2 separate regions of the Mus musculus genome follow, and region 2 is linked to region 1. Evidence: chromatin contacts called from public Hi-C data. All regions are on one chromosome and are shown on one strand. Each heading gives the region's core, a stretch centred on a gene start, on an enhancer-like site or on the middle of the called end of the contact. The rest is flanking DNA. Distances are from core to core; before and after follow the strand shown.

Region 1 (4,938 bases), core at 1,372-3,871:
GCCCCCAATACAAAGAAGAATTTATATCGATTTTTAAGGACTCAAAATATGCACAAAATCATAGAGAAAAAAAAAAAAACCCAAAAAAACCTTGCAGGCCACACCACCCGATGGAGGTTTCATATTCTGTCTGGCTTCTCTTGTTCTTCTTTTTAAATATTCCCTATGTTGAGTGAGGGCCTACTATGTGCCATGCATGGTCCCCCCCCCCTTTCCTCTGCCTTTGTCAATGCACTTATTTATCACTGGGTTAGGCTCCTCTGAGGGTTAAGGCTGCCTTCTGCTCATGTTTCATTCCACCATAGGATACATTTACCAAGCTCTCTTTGGCTCTTTACTTATTTGTACCTGCTGAGGCGTGTTCCCCTGCTGCCTGCTCCCAGTTGGTCATCTGTATGTGAATCTGTGTACCAATCTTTCAATCAATACCAAAACCTAGGCATGAGGTATATGCCTGTAGTCCCAGCATTTGAGAGGCTAAGACGGTAGGATTGTCATGAGTTCAAGGCCAGCGTGGAGTATCTAAGTTCAAGGTTAAGCTGTGCTACTTGCTGAGTTCAGAGACGGTCTGCTCCACAGAGTGAAACCCTGTCTTTAAAAAACTGCAGTTGGTGACTCTTCTCCACTAGTAACCTGCCCACCACTCTTGCACCGGGAAAGCCAGTGGGAAAGCCACCAAGTCAGTGTCACCTTTGTGTCACCTTTGTTTCGCCCCCCTGTGATCCAAGTGTGTCATTGGCGAAGACACGGAGTCTGTGATGTCTTCAGCAACAGGGTCTTGCCATCAAGCAAGAGCAATGGTGACACTTTGTGTTGCTTTTTAGGGGGCCTTTGGGACATGCCCTGTCTTAACAACTCAAGAGGAGGTGTTGCGTATAGGCTCTGGGCCTTTTATTTAACAAACCAGAGCTTCCAGGAGGAGTGTCAGCCCTGGTGTAGGAGACTCAGTTAAAATCATGTGTGTATGTGCATATATGTGGAAAGGCCCTTTTGTGGGTGGTGTCACCCCTGGGCTGGGGACAGCAAGCTGAGCAAGCCATGGGGAGTAAGTCAGTAAAGGACACTCCTCCATGGCATCTGCATCAGCTCCCGCCAGCCACCAGGTTCCTGCTCTGACTTCCTGGATGATGGACTACAAACTGAAAGCTGAAATAAACCCTTTCCTCCCCACGTTGCTTTTGGTCATTGTGGTGGTTTGAATATGCTTGGCCCGGGGAGTGGCACTATGAGGAGGTGTGGCCTTGTTAGAGGAAGTGTGTCACTGTGGGGGTGGGCTTTTGAGACCCTTCTCCTAAGCCATGTAGGAGCCTGCTCCAGGCTTACTATGGATGAAGATGTAGAACTCTCAGCTCCTCTAGCACCCTGACTGCCTGGATGCTGCCATGCTCCCACCTTGATGATAATGGACTAAACCTCTGAAACTGTAAGCCAGGCCCAGTTAAATGTTTGCTTTTAGCCGGGCGTAGTGGCGCATGCCTTTAATCCCAGCACTTGGGAGGCAGAGGCAGGCGGATTTCTGAGTTCGAGGTCAGCCTGGTCTACAGAGTGAGTTCCAGGACAGCCAGGGATACACAGAGAAACCCTTTGCCTTTATCAGAGTTGCAGAGGTCATGGTGTCTCTTCATAGTAATGGAACCCTAACTTTACTCACTGGGCATCTTCTCAGCCCTAGTTTTGATTCATAGTTTTGCAGTGACCATGGTCACATGATTCCATGGCATTGGGTCCTATGACAGGCAGAGCGTGACAGTGGGGGTTTCGGGGGTGAAGTAATGCTCACCTCAGGTCCCTATATAAAATCCTACATCTGATTCTCACAGTGTGGTCTACTTTATTGTGTGCTGGGAAGCTGTCCTGGTCAACTTGACCCAGTCTAGAGTCACCAGGCAAGAGGGACCCTCAGCTGAAGAACTGCCTTCATTGGGTTAGCCTGTAACCACGCCTGTAAGAACTTGTTTTGAGTGATGATTGATGTGGAAGGACTCAGCCCACTGTGGGCAGCACCATCACTAGGCAGTCGGGCCTGAGCTGGGTAAAAAGCTAGCTGAGCATGAGCCAGGAAGCCGCATCCCTCTGCGGTTCTGCTTCAGAGCCTTTCCTGGGTTGCTATGACCCTGGAGTGTAAGCCAAATGACCCCTTTCGTTCCCAAGCTGTTTTTCATCAGGGCGGTTTTTATCACAGCGGCAGAAAAGTAACTAATATAGAAACCATGCTTGGGAAACTGGCCGGGGTTACTCAGGCCAATCATGGCAGATGTGATTCAAAATGGCTGCCACCAAGCACTCACGAATCCATAGAGCCTCTGAGAAACGTGACACTTCAGCAGGCTAGGAGGGAAGAAGGGTTGGAGTGAGCAAGGGAGCTAAGACATAGGATGTGGGCCCTTCTGGGGAAGGGCGTGTTGGGGTGGGCTGCTTTCTGGGCCCAGGAACCAGGCTGGAGTGGGCCATGTTGGTTCCTGCAGGGAGGGGCTGGGCCTCCCGCTGGCCCTGGCAAGGCTGCGGCATTCTTTCTGGAGGATGAATGCAGAATTTTTAATGCCTACTGTGCCTGACCTAATGGAAAAAACGATTTAGTTAAATGGGTTCCAGGTGAGTCCCTTGATTGTGACCACGAGGAATTATGCAAAAGAGGACACAGACTCTGATCCTCTGTGGAGTGTGCCCTTGTGACTGCTCAATCTTCCTCGGTCCGCTGCTTGCTGGGGCTTCTGAAGCCATCCTCGGGGCCCGCCTCATTTGTTAGGCTTCGACCCCACAGTGAAGCCAGAATCCGGCTTGCTCATCACCACAGCTGGAAAATTAAATTTTATTTTCAACACATCTTTACCCTTCTTGCTGCTGATTTGCCTGGCTCCAAGCCAGTCTCCCCATAGCTTTGGTTTTAATATCTGGCCATAAACTCATCAGTGTTACAGCTGCTAGAAGCTGGTCCTGGTGTCACGTTCCTCAGTGCAGTTAATTAAATTGAGAGCACAGGGCGTGAATGGAGGTTATAAAACTCATTGGCCGAAGAGAAAGGGTTGGATGCTCTTGACCGGCAGCTGCGCAAACATTCTGGTTATTTATTTATTAACAATGGTGTCAATGAAGAGTGGGAGGATCCTGTCTGGTGTTGGTGGGAAGACCACACTGCTATGAACCTTTTAAACATCCTTTTAGCTCTTCTATCTTTAGATAGTTACCAAGGAAATGAAGATGTTGATCCACAAGAGACTTACAGACCAATGGGCATGGTGCTACTATTGATTTTAGCCCCCATTAGAGACAACCTAAGAGTCTGTCAAGAGAAGAATGGGCAGGCAGGATATGGTATGGCTTTGCAAGGCTGCTCAGTGCATGGTATGCCCATTCAGCAGTGTTCTTGGACTATGGTACATCCATATAGTAGGATTGTCAAACTGTGGTATGTTCATGCCATGGGGTTCTTGAATTATATACAACTCTATACAAATGGCTCCTTGGACTATGGTATATCTGGGTGGGATCCTAGGGCTGTAGAATATCCATCCAGTGTACATATCAAATTGCAGTATGCCCATAGAATCCTTAGCAATACAATTGAATAGAGACACAGTATACCCATGGAGAAGGATGGCATTCTATGAAGCTTAACCATCAGTAAGGTGAATCTCTAGCCATAGGAGCAGGAGCCATGGTCTCTGGTAAGTTGGAAATGGGCTGGGCAGGAACACAGTGGAGTTGTGGGTAGTGAGAACAGTGCTTATCTTGGCTGGCATGGTGTTTACTGACAGATACATTGCTTAGAACTCATCCAAGTATGCATTAAACACCCAGACACTCCTTTATATTTATAATCTTAAGAAATGTTCCATAACATCAACTAGAGACTAGAGTGTCCACGCTCACCCTGGTCTTTCAGGTTAGAACTGAAGCTCAGAAACTCAGACCGGAACTCAGAATCACAGTGAAGCCCATAGCTAGGGCTATCACCAGACTCTCCTTTGGGGGAGGTATGGGTTGAATACGAAATGCCCTCCATGGGCTCATGTGGTGAATACTTGGGGTTAGCCTATGGAGCTATTTTAGAAAGTTTAGGAGGCTGAGCCTAGCTGGAAGACACAGGTCAATGAAGGTTTACCCTTGAGTGCATTGTCTTGCTCTGACCTGCTCTCTTCACTCTCTGCCTCCAGTCCACCATGTGAGCAGCCATTTAGTTTCACCACATGCCCTCATCATGATGCTATGCGTGATCACACACAGCCCCAGAAGTCAGGGAAATCAAGTCAGCGTGGATTGAAAGCCCCAGTGCCATGAGCCACAGCGAATCTTTCCTCCCCTGAACTTGTTCTCTCTGGTTGTTGTCAAAGAATGGAAAAACCTAACACAGATGGCTGCCTACTGATCTCTATGGTCTTCACACACACCTAGATGGAGGATATAACCAATGGGGTGCATTAGGGGTGCGTTCTACACATTGCCTGGAGATGTCTGAAGGCACTTCTGTGGTCCCAGAGCCATTGAAACAATTATCGCCGCAACGGAACAGAGCTTGAGCCAAGTTGGGCTGAAGTGTCCCATATCTTGGATGTTATGATCTTGTGTTCACCAGCCTCTCCAGCTCTGTGACAATGGTGGTGGTGTTTTTTAAAAAAAATTCTCAAATGTTCTATTTTGCCAATAAGGACTTGGGAGCCAGATTCTTGGGTAAAAGCTCAGAGTTGGAGGAAGCATCCGGCTAACCATCTGCCAGAGCCAGCATCCCCAAAGGAAGTTCTCCTCCTCCATACCTTCTCTCAAACCCCTCAAACTGAGTGTCCTTCATTTCTACTTCCTCTTCCCTCCTCCTGACTTCCCCTTCCTCTCTATGGCTTCCCCCTGTGTTCACTCACTCCCTGTCACCTGGCTGCTTCCTCCACGCCTTGATCTATGGTTGACTTTACTTAATCCTGTTTACATTAAACAGAAAGCTCTTGG
Region 2 (4,938 bases), core at 839-3,338, 210 kb before region 1:
TCACCACTGACCAGCCCAGCCCAATATCAGCTACCTTTAGGCAGTCTTACGGCAGGAGAGGGGAGCCATCGCCCTATATCTGGGGGTCTGATACTGGATCTGGGCTCTCAGGCCTTTGCCAGGCCAGGTCTATGTTTTTCGAAGACTTCTCACCGGTGCGACATCTGGGGAGGAAGGGCTGTCCAGTGCAGACACGGTGACCATACAAAAGTTCCCTGCAGGCTGATGAGACAGAGCCCAAGTGGTGCTACACAGGGACACACACCTCAGATGCAGCCACTGGGATCCCAGGAGAACTGGGATGGCCCCCACCAAGCTCGACTGGAAACCCAATGTTGCAGCACCCCAGACAGTGCAGGATGACACACAAACAGCAGGGACAGGCCAAAGGAACACGGAGGGCCCTAAACCCGCTGGTGGGGAGAAACCAAGTTGTCAGATGGGAAAGGAAACAAGGTAAGGCCTGTTGGTGCAGACAGGGACAGGAAACAGCAGACTCAGTGTCCGTAGATGCCTAGAACATTCGATGCCGCCTTCAAGTTCTAATGTGATCACAGGAAGGTTACACAACCTGAAGGAAGCACCAAAGTTTGCCAGGAAGACAAGCATTCAGGAGGCTCCTTTTCCAGAGGTACGCATGCAGAGACCTCCAGGTGTCCCTGAAGTCCTAGACAGCACAGAGCCTGACACACACCATCGCTTCCTACGTTCCTACGTTCCTACTCCACGATAAAGCGTGGCCTGTAACTTACCGGCAGAACTTGCTGTGCTGCTGGTCTTTGGCACGCCTGAATTTGACCCTCCCCGCCCTCTCCCAGTACTGATGCATGCCAGGTTAAGTGATCTACCATGGGGCTTCATCCCCAGCCCACAGTGCAGACTGGGTAATCCAGCCACCCACCAGATACACTGGGCAGGGAGTCACACACAGGGGAGGAGCTATGCAGCGCTGCACTTGATTGAAGACTTGTAACTTGCTCATTTTCTGCAGTTTTCCACTTGGTATTTTTGGACTGTGCATAACTGAAACCACAAGCAAGTGAAACTAAGGCTGGGAGTGGGTTGGGGTGGGGAGGGGAGGGGCGGGGCTCGGTGGGGTGCTAGACTTCTGATGCAGACTGGGGTGCTCTCCAAACGCAAATCTCCGAGAGCACAGGAGACTGAGCTAGCCCTAGCCCGCAGTAAAGTAGAACTGTACTACAGCTCCATGACTAAGGGGGCCAGTTCTCTGATGCCGACTTCCCTTCATTCACATCACCACTGCTAACCTTTGCTACACGTGTACATGCAGGGGGCGGGCACGGCACTGCACAGCCTGGGTGTGGAAGACGGCAACTTTAGGGACTCAGCTCTCCCCTCCACCATGCGGCTTCGGGACTGAGCTCAGGTCTTCAGGCTCGGGAGGGAGCACCTTCCTTTACTCACTGAGCCATCCCACCAGCCTTTCCATCTTAATTTTGGGACAGGGTCTGTAACAGAAGCGAACCCTGAGTTCCCAGTTTCAGCCAGACAGGCTGGCCTCAGATCTGCAATCTTCCTGCCTCAGCGCCCTGGGTGCAGGGATTCCTGGTAAATGCCTGGTGCTGGGACCCACAGGCTACTTTCATGGCTGCTATGGCAGTCTGCTGAAGTGTAGTCCCACGGAGCCTGCTTTAGCCTCAGTAGCCTCAGCAAATGATTAACCAGCTCCCTGTTTTCCTAAATCACTTGCTCTTCACAGAAAGAAAGGTCAAAACACTGCCGAAGCTGCAGTTTCTTTCAAAGAGCTCATTCATCTGCTGGGCGGAGCCCTGCAGGCAGGGACAGCCCCCCCAAAAAAACCCAACATACACACAACTCAAAACCACAGCGGAACAACCCGCCCTGGGAAATAAGGAGCCACCCAACAAACTGAAGCCAGCCTGGTGGGGGGGGGGTGGGGGGGGGGTGGAGTGAGGCAAAGGTACCGAACCCTGGGATCCGCTCCATGGAGGGAGGAGCCACAGCTGGGAGGTCCCCAAGCCTTCGGTGCCCAGGTCGGCCAATAGGGACCCGCTAGCAAAGCTCACCAAATTAGGCAAGCAGACTGAGCAGGGCGGGGCCCACTGCTGCGGGCTGGGAAGTCAAACCCTTTCCCCAAGCCTGCCCCACCCTGGCTCCCGCTGCCTGGGAGAGGAAGGGCAGGGCGTGTTTGTAAACACGTGGGCTCCACCCCTACACAGAAACTCAAACTGAGAAAGTCTTGGCAGGCGAACCTCCAGCGGCCGGCCGCTGAGCTTTACAAAAGCTCAATGGAATTCCTCAGTGTGGAGATAAACGGATGTCAACAGAGATCTTTTGTTGTGACACTTAAAGGCCCAGGGAGTCCAGAGCAAGTCCCAAGCCACTGTCAACAGCGACTGCGGACAGAGTGACCACGCACCCGTGGGAACTCAGGAGGAGCCAAGGGCCTGCCCCCTCCCAGCAGTACCAGGAATGTGGCAGACACAAAGTCGGGACTCCAAGGGAGCACTGGGGACACCAAAGCACCAACTGCTGGGCGGGGGTTCGGGGAGAGGGGGAGGTCTTTACAGCCACTGTGCCACCTGACCAAAAGCCACTCTACACCCGACCTATGATCACTCAGTGTCTTAGCCAGCTGGCTGCTGTTTTGTTTTTGAGACAGGGTCTCATGTAGCTGGGGTATTACACACGGCTTTTGATCCTCCAGCCTCCACCTGCCCAGAGCTGGGGCTGCCATGGGCCACTGCGTCTGCTGTTATCAGTGCTCAGGATCTTGCAGGCTTTCTTGGCAAGCAGCGCTCCACCAACCAGCCCCACTCCCAGCACGCACCACTTTTTCTTTGTATTGTCAATGAGAAACGTTGAAGCCAGGCATGCTTGTGCCTTTAGCCCCAGCTCTGGGGAGGCAGACGCACACAGGATAATTGAGGCCAGCCTATGTAGTGAATTCCAGAGTTACAAAGTGAGATCCTGTCTCAAAAACAAACAAACAACACAAAAAACTACACTATTCAATCCCACAATCACGTACCCTACCTAGTACTGGATATTGAACCAAGAGCCTTTGTTTGTTTGTTTGTTTGTTTGGAGATGAGGCCTCACTATATAGTCCTGGTGTTTCTATAACAAATAACGTAGCCGGCTGGCCTTGATGTGACCCTCTGGCCTCAGCTCCCAAGTGCTGGGATTTCAGGTGTGTGCCACCATGCCATGCCGGGCTAACCTAGGGCCCCTTTCAGGCCCCTAAAGTGTCTACCCCTGAACTCATCCAGGTCCTCTTCTTATTACAGGATGACAGGGTACCACTTGTTGCCCAGGCTCATTTTGGTCCTACTCAGTAGCCCAGGCTGGCCCTGAACATGCTTTTAGGGCTGCCCCACCTGTTTCTCATGTGAGTGTCGTGTGCTTGCTCAAAGCCACATGATTTCCCATGTAAATAACAGAAAGGCTACAACTTTCTTAACTGTTGGGAAGCCAGGAGCCCCAGCAATAGGTGACAAGAACCACTGGTGGGAGGGGCTTTGTGAGGAACCCTCAGTCTCTCAGTGACTGAATCATTCATTTTATATAAACAAACACCTGCACCTGCAATCCCAGCATCTGGGAGGCTGAGTCAGGAAGATTACTGCAAGTTTCAGGCAAGCCTGGGTAACAAACTGAGTTCTGAACCAGCCTCACTGCAGTGAGACCCCGTCTCAAAAAGCAAATCAGGGGCTCGGGCGGCCCTGAGGGTAAAGGTGCTTGCAGTCGAGCTGGTGGGAAGGAGAGCAAAGACTCCCACAGGCTGTTCTCTGACCTTCACATGCCCCTCCCAACAAATACATACATACATACATACATACATACATACATACATCAATATAGCTTACAAAAGAAACAGTATCAGAACAAGTCGCCCACACAGGGCCTCCCGACTGCTCTGACTGCCCTGACCTCTAAGGGGACCGGCCTGGGGCCCCGTCCAAGTTCAGCACCTGGAAGACATGCTCATGCGTTTGGAATGTGGGTCTTAAGAACAGGGAGGCTCCCAGACTGAAAAGAAGCTGGGAAGAAGCAGTCTCTGATGAAATCAATGGCTGAAGGACACGCGGCGGGTGCTGAGCACAGGCTGGCTGTCAACTCTCACCACCGCCTTCCTTCCGCGGCCTTTGCCATCACTGCAGGCTTCACAGCCTGGAAGATGTGGGCGGCTGCTGTGGGAAGCAGCTATGGTGTGTCCTACCCAGGAGACACAACCCACAGTCCACATGTCCAGAACAACAATGGGCTGGCTCTCCACCTCAGCTCTGGGCTTGCAGATTCCCAGGCTGTACCTGTCGCCAGCGTCAGGAAAGAGGACGGACTCCAAAGGACCCGTGTACAGACATTACATGGTAGGAAACAAAATAAGTTCACCAAGACAAACCAAGGGACCCATACACATATACACACACGTATGTGTGTTCAAGTGCAGTGTGTGCTCACACTTATCCCTGCTGATACTCTTAACCATCTTTGGTTTCCACCAGGAGGAAGGACATCTTCAGATGTCATCCCCTGACCTTGAACCTCCAGAACTGAGAATAAAAATCTCCCTTATGTATAAACTTTAAAAGGATCCAACTCCAGCCAAGTGTGGGGCTGCCCAGCTGGGATCCCAGCTGACCAAGGTAGGAGGCCCAACGGTTCCAGGCCAGCTTGAGCATCCGGAAGCTTCCATAGCAACCAGCTGGGGGCGAGGTTGTGGATATGCCTCAGTGGCAAAGTCCCTAAGCCAGTGTGCTGCTTCAAGTAAGAATGGCTCCTAGAGACAGGTCATGTATTGGAATTAGTGGTCCCCAGGTGGTGGAATGTTCAGGAAGGATTACAAAGTATGCCACTAGGGATGGGCTTCAAGGCTTCAAAGCCCGCATCAGGTCCAGCTGTCCCCCATCTGCCCCTCCTGCCTGCACATCTAGTTGCCGCCCAGTGCCATGC

Evidence for each region. Hi-C and Micro-C count contacts between places; a contact is called where the count stands out from the background.
Region 2: a contact with region 1 is called in a Hi-C map of nephron progenitors, with 1.9 times the contacts expected there. The contact joins two enhancer-like sites. A contact is called at or near these places in 8 of 484 Hi-C or Micro-C datasets (cardiomyocytes, cerebellum, embryonic stem cells and 2 more).

Annotation. Positions count from the first base shown.
Region 1 is chr5:142,227,119-142,232,056 of GRCm38.p6, reverse strand. No RefSeq gene overlaps it. Among named protein-coding and RNA genes, the nearest start is that of Gm52792, 95 kb to the right of the region's middle. Within about 2 kb of position 2,621, at least 15 of the 459 cell types and tissues checked have an H3K27ac peak or open chromatin away from gene starts, as enhancers often do. A contact at or near this core is called in nephron progenitors, where this site is marked.
Region 2 is chr5:142,437,796-142,442,733 of GRCm38.p6, reverse strand. All of the region lies in intron 2 of Foxk1 (forkhead box K1), which reads right to left. Among named protein-coding and RNA genes, the nearest start is that of Ap5z1, 24 kb to the left of the region's middle. Within about 2 kb of position 2,088, at least 384 of the 459 cell types and tissues checked have an H3K27ac peak or open chromatin away from gene starts, as enhancers often do. A contact at or near this core is called in nephron progenitors, where this site is marked.